Linked DNA regions of Sus scrofa: regions 1 and 3 are each linked to region 2. A link is a contact called in public Hi-C and HiChIP or PLAC-seq data. All regions are on one chromosome and are shown on one strand. Each heading gives the region's core, a stretch centred on a gene start, on an enhancer-like site or on the middle of the called end of the contact. The rest is flanking DNA. Distances are from core to core; before and after follow the strand shown.

Region 1 (3,215 bases), core at 185-2,684, 740 kb after region 2:
CGACACATTGAAATTTGGGGTGCCGGGGTGGAGGGGAGAGGCCGGCGGGAAAGGAGGAAATGGAGTTTTTCTCCCAGAATCCCCACCTCCCCGCGGATTCCAGGATCCCCCGCGGCTCAGCCCCTCCTCGTCCCGGGTCTGCCGAGGCCGGGAGCCGCAGAGGCCGCTGCTGCCATTGCTGCCGCGGGGGCGTGAGGGGCGCGGGCCGGGGCGCTGCGGGCGCCGAGACGCTGCGGGCGCCGGGACGCCGCGCGCTGATTGGCTCGAAGTTGGCGGCTCGGACCCGCGCCCGGGCGCGGAGCCTCGAACCCGGAGGCTGGGGAGCCGAACCGACCCGCCCGCACCCTGCGCCGGGTTAGGCAGCGTGTGGACCCGCCCTTACCCGGCTCTGGGTTTTGCCCCTCTGAAGCGGTACTCCCAATCAGGGAATTTTAGTCCTCAGATGCAAAACGAAATGGGCCTTGACCGAGCCGGGACCATACACAGAAATAACTTTACAAGTTCTACAGTGAAAGCATACTTAGTGCCAGACTGCTGAGAGCAGTCCCTGAGGTCTAGGAAATTTTGATCCTTTTGCATCTGAGTTATGCTTCAGGTTTTTTTCATCCTTGTTTCAGAGTCTTGAACTCATAGGGGACCAATAAATAGGCTGATTAACGTTCAGAGAAAGGGGATGTACCCAGCCTGCCACTAACGCCTTTCAAATTAACTCAAAATTTGTCATGAATAACTGAATATTTAAGTCCAGCGGAAACTGGTTCTATTATGGTGTCCTAATCCCCAGGAAGTTCTTAAACTTCCAAAAATAAGCTATTCCTGAGTCCTCTCTTGCTTGAAAAAATCACCAGGCCAATTATTTTCAGACACAGAGCCGTGGAGACGGAGATGAGAGGGCATGCCTGCACAGTGGAATCTGGTATCACAACAGTGATGTGATGCCACACATCTTCTTTTAGTGCTTTTAATGAAGTTAGATTTTGCGCTCAGAAGAAAATTTTAAAAAAAGTTTCACCATCAAGAGGAACTGGGAACTCTCATTTTTCTTGATATTCTTGACAATTTTCTGTTCTGGGTTCTTTTCGTGAAAACTATTAATGTCACCAATAAACATTTGATGTTTCTTATCAACTAATAGTAATACTAATACTAATGATAATTTGCAAAATTAAAGACCATAGTGCTAAAAAAATTCAACTGAATAAATTTTAAAGGTCTTAAATGTTTTTTTCAACAATTCATGGTTTGGACAACATCCAATCTGGCAGGTAGAAAGGAGCTCTGAGGAACTGTACAAAATGAAAGACTTCTACAGGCAGAGGGGAGCAGGAACAGGGAAGCTTTACCTGGCAAAAAATGTGGATTGGCTATTGGAAAGGGTGTGTCTGTCTGTCTGTCTTTTAAGGGCTGCACCTGCAGCAGATGGAGGTTTCCAGACTAGAGGTCGAATCAGAGCTGTAGCTGCCAGCTGATACCATAGCCACAGCAACGCAGGATCAGAGCCACATCTGCAACCTACATCACAGCTTACGGCAATGCTGGATCCTTAACCCACTGAGCAAGGCCAGGGATTGAACCCAAGTCCTCATGGATATTAATCAGGCTCATTAACTTCTGATCCACAACGGGAACTCCACAAGTTTTCTTTCTTCTAGAAGATAGCAGGATTCTCTCAGGCGCATTACTAATGCTGATCAGGCACCTCCCAATCAGTTGGCTTAAGCTTCCATTTCTAGTAGAGCCGAAATTAATTAAGCCTCAGTTTGGTGATATATAAGTAACTCCACCTGGGACCTGTTGTCTTGTGAACAACACAAGCACCATGGAAATGATTTTTCAGATCTAAGGAAAGCCTTAGAACACAAACAGTTCCTAATTTCCTTAGTAGGATTTTATTAAAGTTTAGAAAAAGGTTTTTAAAGAAAAAAATCATGTTATAATAATATTTAAGATTTTAGAGAATGAAATAAATAAATGACTCTTTTTTTGAAAAACCAAAGGATAGTTTTGCCAGGAGTAAGTAGAACTATGCCTTAATCATTCTCTGAGTTTTAATCCCTGTGACCTACCGTCGAAGGCATCTTTTTGTAAGAGCACATAAATTAATAAAGTTTGTTTTGGGGGGAATTTGAAATGAGATGGCCTTGAAACATGTAATAGGGGTTCGGTAAATATGTCTTAATTAAAAGTCAATTCTGAAGCTAATCTGAGATTTTCAAATTAGTCAATGGTGAGCCTAGAATTCGTGTATTCCTCAAAGAATCTGGACTAAGTAGGTTTTTCCTGGAATCCTTTAAGCCAGTGCTAAAATGAGGCCAGACCAGGTCCACTGGGCCCAGCTGGAACCAGACCACAATCCAGAGAGTGGCCCATGGCACTTTTCCCAGGGCACTCTGTCCTTGTCCCCCAGAGCCTTTCATCCCTGGTCCTCAAGCCACACTGGCTCCTCAGTCAAATGCTCTGCCATGTCTCTTTGGGCACAAAAGTTTCCACAGTTTTTGGTCACTAAAGAGAAAAAGAAATGTTTTCTGGACTTAGTCTGACACAAGCCTCATTCACTGATGACCCTTGCTTTGGCATAGCTCCCTTTTGATTGCTGCTATGTTTCTGGGGAACAAAGTTGTCAGCTTGAGAATGCTCATCTTTCTGAACGTAGGCATCTTTACAAATTAGGATGTGTTTTTAAAAAAGTTTGTAAAGATAATGCTGAAATTAATAAAATGAAAAACTTTCCTTATCTTTTCTAAATCTCTGAGAGATTTTGTTACAACCAACACAAACATACATTTCATTAAAATATGCAATGTTCTTTTCATCTATTTATTGGAGTTTTCTGAAGATCTACTACCTAAAACATAGAAACCAGCAACAAAAGCTTCAAAATAATCTCTCTTACAACACATAAAAAAGGACACATGTTTGCCAAGTCAAAATGCACAATACTGACCGGAAATTTGATTTTGAAGCCTATAAGACAGTAGTGGTACAATGAGTCATTTCTTAAAACTTTTAAAGCTAGAAAGTGACCTTTCAATATTGTCTTTGAAAAACGGGAAATTAAAAGTCTGCTTTATATCAAGAGTTTAAATCCAACCTCAAAAAAAAATAAGAAAATAAAAATATTGATATTAAAGTACTACAATGCACCTGATTTACTTATTCGAGAGAATACTGCACTATCTTGACACAAGAGAAATTACTCCAAATACATTTCTCCT
Region 2 (3,136 bases), core at 533-3,032:
AGGAATAGATGGAGAACAAGTATTAATTAAACAATACTGACACTTCTTGAGCTAAAAGGAAAAAATAAGTATTCAGACTCACATGTAGGATTTAAGACAAGACAATGGAAACAGGTGAAAAGTAAGAAAATTCTAATGGTGCTCTGTTATTTGGTAGTTGTTCTTTTTAAAGTTTAGTCCCCAGGTTGAATTCAGTTTTGCTTCCTTCATCTTAATGATGGCTTTAGACTCCATGCAGCTACAAATATATATATAGTGGATTTTTCTCAGATAATGAACACCAATATAATTATGTAAAATTCCAACATGTTCCATTTGGTCACATAAACTGCAACACTCATTTCTAAAGGAGTTGATGGGAATTGTTTCATTAAGCCGTATCGCGTTCCTAACATGAAAATATTCAGCCCACTCAAAATGGGGTAAAGATGGGACTTCTTTTTGATTTATTTTCTTCCTCCCAGTTATTTCACTATATTTGAGATGGTAGTGTGTTTTACACCACCAGGTATACAGATGAAAAATGACCAGCAAGCTGCTAGAAAATGGATCCTAGAATGCTGGCAAAACTCAAAACTGTTTCCAACAATGAAATACCTTTTAGTTGTTCCACCACATTATTTAGGTATTTTATGAGCTCAGGATCAGTAGTTACAAGCAAGGTAAGTCCGTATTTCTGTACTCGAGTAAAGGTTTCAGATGGATATATGCCACGCTGATATAAAATGCTGTTGATGCCAAACGCTGAAAACAAAAGAAATGTTAAAAGTCATTTTCATTTTGTAATTCTGAGAAATAAAACATATTTAGTCATGTGGCTATGGTTTCATTAATGGTGTAAAGCTGTAAATGTTTAAACACGCGTTTGTGTTTTGCTCAAAGGTACAAAGTGAAATTAAAAAGCTTTAAAATTTTGCTTCTAAACAAAAAAGTGGTATCTGCATTTAAGTGGCAATAAAAGAAACATGGCAAACTGCATTTATCTACCAGTGCCAAATTTCATTTCATTGTAAAACAATTCTAAATTCAGACTTTATGGTTAGAGGATGTCAAAAGAAGCAACTGAGTCGTCCAACGCCCAGGCAATCCTCTCCTTTTTTTCCTCCTTTTCTTCTCACAAGTCCTGCCAGGTTCTATCAGAAGGTGCAACTGGCCTGGTCCAGAAGAACGCCTCCCCAAGTCTAGCCCATTACCGTCAATCCTGATTCACCTCGGGGTGGGTATGGGGTTTGCTCCCGGCTAAGCGGTTATATCGCCAGGCAGGCCTCAGCAGAACCTAGGCCGCCTCCTCCACCATTAGCAACGCATCCGGAAGAGGCGCCTGCATCCGCCTCTTCCAGATCCCTCCTGCCTGGCAGTACGCTGAGACTGAGAGGGCTCGGATTCGCGTCCGCTCTGACCCAATGGGTTCTCCCCGCCACCGTACCGAGCCGCGGGCCTACTTGGCGGCCTGGGCACAGTTCTCCCCGCTCTCCGGCCTGCGCGAGAAGGACTTACAGAAGAACTCCGCCACGATTTCGGCGCTCCCGCGCAGGGTAATGCCTTGCTCCCGGGAGAGCTGCAGCGCCATGGCCAGGCCCACGGATGAAGAGACGCGCTTTCACGCGGCAACCAGCCACACCAGTGACTTCCAGAGTAGTTCCCCGCCACCGGTTTCAAAAGTAACGACGCAGGACGCCGTCGACTCTTTCGCGCAGGCGCAACGAGCCTTTAGGCCCCGCCCTTACACCACGGGGTCTGGCTTGTTTTCTCCTTCCTCGCGTAGCCGCTCTTCGCGCCTGCGCAGTGGGTGGACGTGCTCACGCTGTTGAGTCGTTGCGTCGCGGTGGGTTCCTTGTGGAACTCCTGCGGTAGTTGGTTGGCTAGCTGGGGGCTTGCGGCAAAGACGGTATATCGCGGTTTTAGTGGCCGCGCCTTGAGTCTTCAGGCAGAAGGGGTAAGGAGCACAACTCCTGAGTTTGAAAGATATTTTGAAAATGCTCCGATCTGTCTGCTAGCTGTACCTTAAGTAGCCCCAGTGATTCTTAGTGGGCGGGCGGAACTCCTCAGATGCTTTGGGAGTTTCTAAAGCTACTGCGTGCGCACCACAGTTTTATTAGAGACCCTGATTACTTGTGGGCGCGCGGCTTTTCCTGAGAAATTGGTTTAGGGATTAAAGGGATGAACTGCGTCCATTCTTCTTTCCCTTGTCTGTTCTGGGCAAAGCTCACGTCTACTCCTCACCCCGACCCTCTGCTAGGCTCAGTCTGGGGGCAGCCTGAGGCTGTCTCTGATGGTCCAGCTTGCACTCTGCACCCCGCCATCCTTCGGCGACTGGTCAGGAGTAAGGTCACTTCACCAAAAAGGCCTTTCAACACTGAAGAACTTTTCCGTGAATTTTGAATTTTATTGTTAGGATGAGAAGTACTAAAGAGATAGCGCGCAACTAATGTGCATGTCAGTTGTTTTGAAACAAGTTTATTCTTAAAGTGGGTAGAAAAAATGTAAAATGAAATCTGAAAAACTTAACCACCTTACATAATGTTATTTAATTGTATGAAAAAATGCCTGAGTGTATTAGTTTTCTATTGCTGCATAATAAATTACCACAAATGAGTGGCTTAAAACAACACCCATTTATTATCAGTCCTTCAGTCAGGAGCATGGCGTGGCATAGGTGAGTTCTCTACTGTAGTCTTCACAAGTTTGAAATAAGGGTATTTGTCTGCAAGTGGGATCTTACCTAAAATCAGGGGTCCTCTTCTGAGGCCCTTGGTTCTTGGTAGACTTAATATCCTTGTTCTTGGACTGATGTCCTCACTGGCTTGCCAGCTGTTGGCAGAGGCCAGTCTTGTGCTTTTGCCAGGTAGCCCTTCCATAAATCTCAGGCTTCCAGTCTCTGACTTCTGGGAGGTCCCTTTTAAAGGCTCAAGTGATTAGGTCAGACCCAGTCAGATAATTTCCTCTTTGATGAACTTAATCCTCAAAGTGATAACTCCTAATAATCACTACTCTGGCCACACTAAAGTGGAGGGATTCTATAGGATAGGCTCCCTGGAGGCCACAAATTTTGAGGACGCCCTTAGAACTCTGCCTATTCAGTGTTATATATCAAAACTTGATCAGTTTAAAGACTGAAACAGGTATAATATGTAAT
Region 3 (3,204 bases), core at 476-2,975, 830 kb before region 2:
CACAAAAGAATTGAGTCAGACTCATTTTTCTTTTTACAAAAAAAGCACTACAAACCATTTGCAGGAAATTGGGGCTGCACATTATCCTTGTCACCAGTTGGCTTGTGAATAATCAGGATAATTTTCATTACCTTGCTCTGTTTATGGACTGTATATCTGTATTCCAATGAGTTTTCCACTTCTAATGACTTGTTGAAATGGAAAAATACTCAACCTCTTCTGCAAAGTAATGATTATCAGAATCCAACCACATCTCCCTGCTTCTAGATTTTTTTTTCTTTCAATTTTAAAGAATATTCTTTTACTTTGAAAAATGATGCCAGGGCTTTATGGCTAATCATAGGTACAAATATACCACACTAATTACTCCTGACATTATACACAGATACACACACAAACACACCCACAGCACATCTGTTGAAAAGTGGCTATACTCTTTTTATGGGTAGGACTCTAATCTTTTCCATTTTATCCAACTAAATGTTTTACTCTGTGCAGAGGCCTTGAATTCAATTCCAGTTTTCAGTTACATCCCCTGACACACACATTCACATAGCATTTCAGGTGCCATCACTCTGGCTCAAACCTTTATCATTTTACACCTGGACTAACCTGATAGTCTTCCAGAGGCAATTTTGGGTTAGTCGCTTTCCCTTCTAAATCATTTATACATTGCCTCCCTGCTCGCAGCCATACACCCCCTCTCTTCCCTGCAGCTCAAATAAAAATATATCCGAAGTGTAACTCCAACTTCCTGTCCAGACTTGCCTTCTACTCCTTCCCATACCTCCCTCTCCCATTGATCTAGTGGTTTTCAAATTTCAATTTATAAAACAGAGCAAAGTGGGCTTGCTTTGCTTACAGAGGGAGGGAAGAAAAGACTCTGTCCTGGTGGTAGCCGGTGAGGCACACCTCCACACATCAGTCTATCAACCACTAATCTGAGCCAAACGCCACAGTTTGCAGAAGAGGAAACTGAGCCCAGAAAGGTCAAGTGACTCTCTCATTGTCACATACCCAGTGTGTGGCAGAGCTGATTCTAGATCCCAGGTTACTAAGCACAGTGTTCTTTCCCAGGCTTTCCTATAGCACCAGATGCCTGCTAAACCACAGCTCATTTCTATTCATTGGACCCGCCCAATTCATCTCTGTGCCCAACCCAAGAGCAGTGTACGAGAACTAGGGTTTTCCTATCGCAAAATCTTTCATTATTGAAGGATTTCCACAATTACCCAAAATCACCCAAAATACCAGGAACAAGGTCATAAGCCACAAGGGGACAGCACCACATGCATTTTTAGCTGGTCCGCCTGTTCCAGGAAAAGCTATCTAGTTGAGTAATCAACAGCCCCATAACCGACCTGCTTCATAAGCCCAGCCCATCCTGAGTCTGCTCATCCCTTTGAGGGTGTTCTCCTCCTTTCTCCATCAGCAGTCTGGGAAACCTACCTTAGAGGGTCTTGATGGTGGCCAATTAGAGCAGAGTCCCCACAGAGCTGCCATTAGAGACCTCCACATCGGTTCCCTCCCCCACAAGCCCTCCCTGTGATTAGTGTAATCACCATAATTGCTGGCCTCCTTTTTTGAGAGTCTCGGCCACATGGGAAGAGTGGAATGTCTTCCCTGAACACATTCTTTCCAAACAACAGTGTGTCCTTAGTTGTGGAACATGATGTCATGGGTTCTGATGAGGGGGTTGCCCTAGAGAAGCTGATTGACCCCAAAGGCCTAAGGGAGTCAGTTCAACTCATATCCTACAGCTGTGTCCCTGTGACAACACGCACGCAGTTACTCTATAATTAACAAAAACAAGCTTGTGGCTGTTGCTATTGTATTTTTACTCTATACCTTTTGAGGGAATATTGAGAAATAAAATCTTCCTTTTCCCTCATGATTCTCACATTTGGCACATACTAATTTTTTTTTCCCAGTCAGGAATTAATGCTTGAGTCAGACAGGAGGACTGACTGGAAACCCAGTTTCCATCTCCCCAACTCCCCCAAAATAGTTGGTTATTCTCAAGCTAGACCACTTGAGGGCAGCAAAGCCTTAGGAATGTAGGTTTTGACTGCCTACCAGGCAGCCTAAGCAGGAAATGAGGCAGTGTGGGTTTCACTTACACACTATTGCTACTGGAATTCAGGAAATAAACCACGAACAATGAGAAAACATTCCCTGGCAGTTATCTCACATTTAAGAATGAAGGAGTAAATGTCTAATTTTAAAGGTACCAACATTGTTTTCTTATGTAACATAATTGCTTGGGGCAGGCACAATATGAGAAGATTTAAAACTGGAATGCTATCAAAAAAAGTGGGGTGTGGAACAGTATAAAAACAAAAAAAAAGCTAAACTAAATATATCTCACTATTAACCTGGGAACAAAATCAGAATATGTTTACAGGTGCTTATGCTCCTTTTGGGGGACACATAGTTCTTCACAACTAACAGGTCACTCTTATAACCACTTTTAACCTGAGCAAATGTGCTGCCTTTCTGCCTTTCTTCCGTGTTTTGGCAGTAAATCCAGGATTGGCAAGTGGAGATGAAAGGAGGACACGCAGGAGGAAAGGGAGGGGAAGGAGGAAAGCATTGCACTCTGTCCTTCAAGTACTGCTCTCTGGGGCGATGTCTACAGTGACCCAAATCACAGGGAGGTGCACTGCACTGACTCTTCTCATCTCCCACCCCTTCCCAAAAAGTCATTTGTACATACCTTTTGGTAGTTTTCACAGGATGCTAATAAGCAAATTGCAATTGATTAGCCTACTGTAGTAGCGATGTTTAAGTTCTCTTTCCAAACATCATTGCACAAGCTATCTAAATAACGCAGACCAATTGACTGTCTCCCAGAAACCTGTCTGGAAATTCTGTATTCTTTTTTTTTTTTTTTTTTTTTTTTTTTTAGGGCCACACCCACGGCATATGGAAGTTCCCAGGCTAGGGGGCTAATTGGAGCTGTAGCTGCTGGCCTACACCACAACCACAGCAATTCCAGATCTGAGCTGCATCTGTGGCCTACACCACAGTTCATGGCAACACTGGATTCTTAACCCACTGAGTGAGGCCAGGATCCCCATGGATACTAGTTGGATTCGTTTCTGTTGAGCCACGACGGGAACTCCCTATATTCTTTTCTTTGCCTTTCTTTACTGATTACAGAAAGAACATGACGGTTCTTAAATACCATAATAGATTATTCAA

Evidence for each region. A called contact is a pair of places that touch in the nucleus more often than the background predicts. HiChIP or PLAC-seq counts read pairs in DNA pulled down with a chosen protein or histone mark.
Region 1: an H3K27ac HiChIP or PLAC-seq map of skeletal muscle shows a contact between it and region 2, with 6 times the contacts expected there. The contact joins the promoter of PRDM5 here to the promoter of MAD2L1 in region 2. A contact is called at or near these places in 1 of 47 Hi-C or Micro-C datasets (embryonic fibroblasts) and 1 of 2 datasets of contacts at active chromatin or transcription factors (skeletal muscle).
Region 3: a Hi-C map of skeletal muscle shows a contact between it and region 2, with 6 times the contacts expected there. The contact joins the enhancer-like site here to the promoter of MAD2L1 in region 2. A contact is called at or near these places in 1 of 5 promoter capture datasets (fetal liver), 10 of 47 Hi-C or Micro-C datasets (alveolar macrophages, blood, embryonic fibroblasts and 7 more) and 2 of 2 datasets of contacts at active chromatin or transcription factors (alveolar macrophages and skeletal muscle).

Annotation. Positions count from the first base shown.
Region 1 is chr8:103,186,531-103,189,745 of Sscrofa11.1, reverse strand. It overlaps PRDM5 (PR domain zinc finger protein 5), which reads right to left and starts at 1,434. Exons shown (of 16, transcript XM_021101643.1): 1 at 383-1,434.
Region 2 is chr8:103,926,004-103,929,139 of Sscrofa11.1, reverse strand. MAD2L1 (mitotic spindle assembly checkpoint protein MAD2A) reads right to left here and starts at 1,782. Exons shown (of 5, transcript XM_003129223.4): 1 at 1,498-1,782; 2 at 598-744. The coding sequence starts at 1,570.
Region 3 is chr8:104,759,227-104,762,430 of Sscrofa11.1, reverse strand. All of the region lies in intron 2 of SEC24D (protein transport protein Sec24D), which reads right to left. All of the region lies in intron 1 of SYNPO2 (synaptopodin-2), which reads left to right. Among named protein-coding and RNA genes, the nearest start is that of SYNPO2, 83 kb to the left of the region's middle. Within about 2 kb of position 1,725, at least 31 of the 83 cell types and tissues checked have an H3K27ac peak or open chromatin away from gene starts, as enhancers often do. A contact at or near this core is called in alveolar macrophages, embryonic fibroblasts, omental adipose tissue and 3 more, where this site is marked.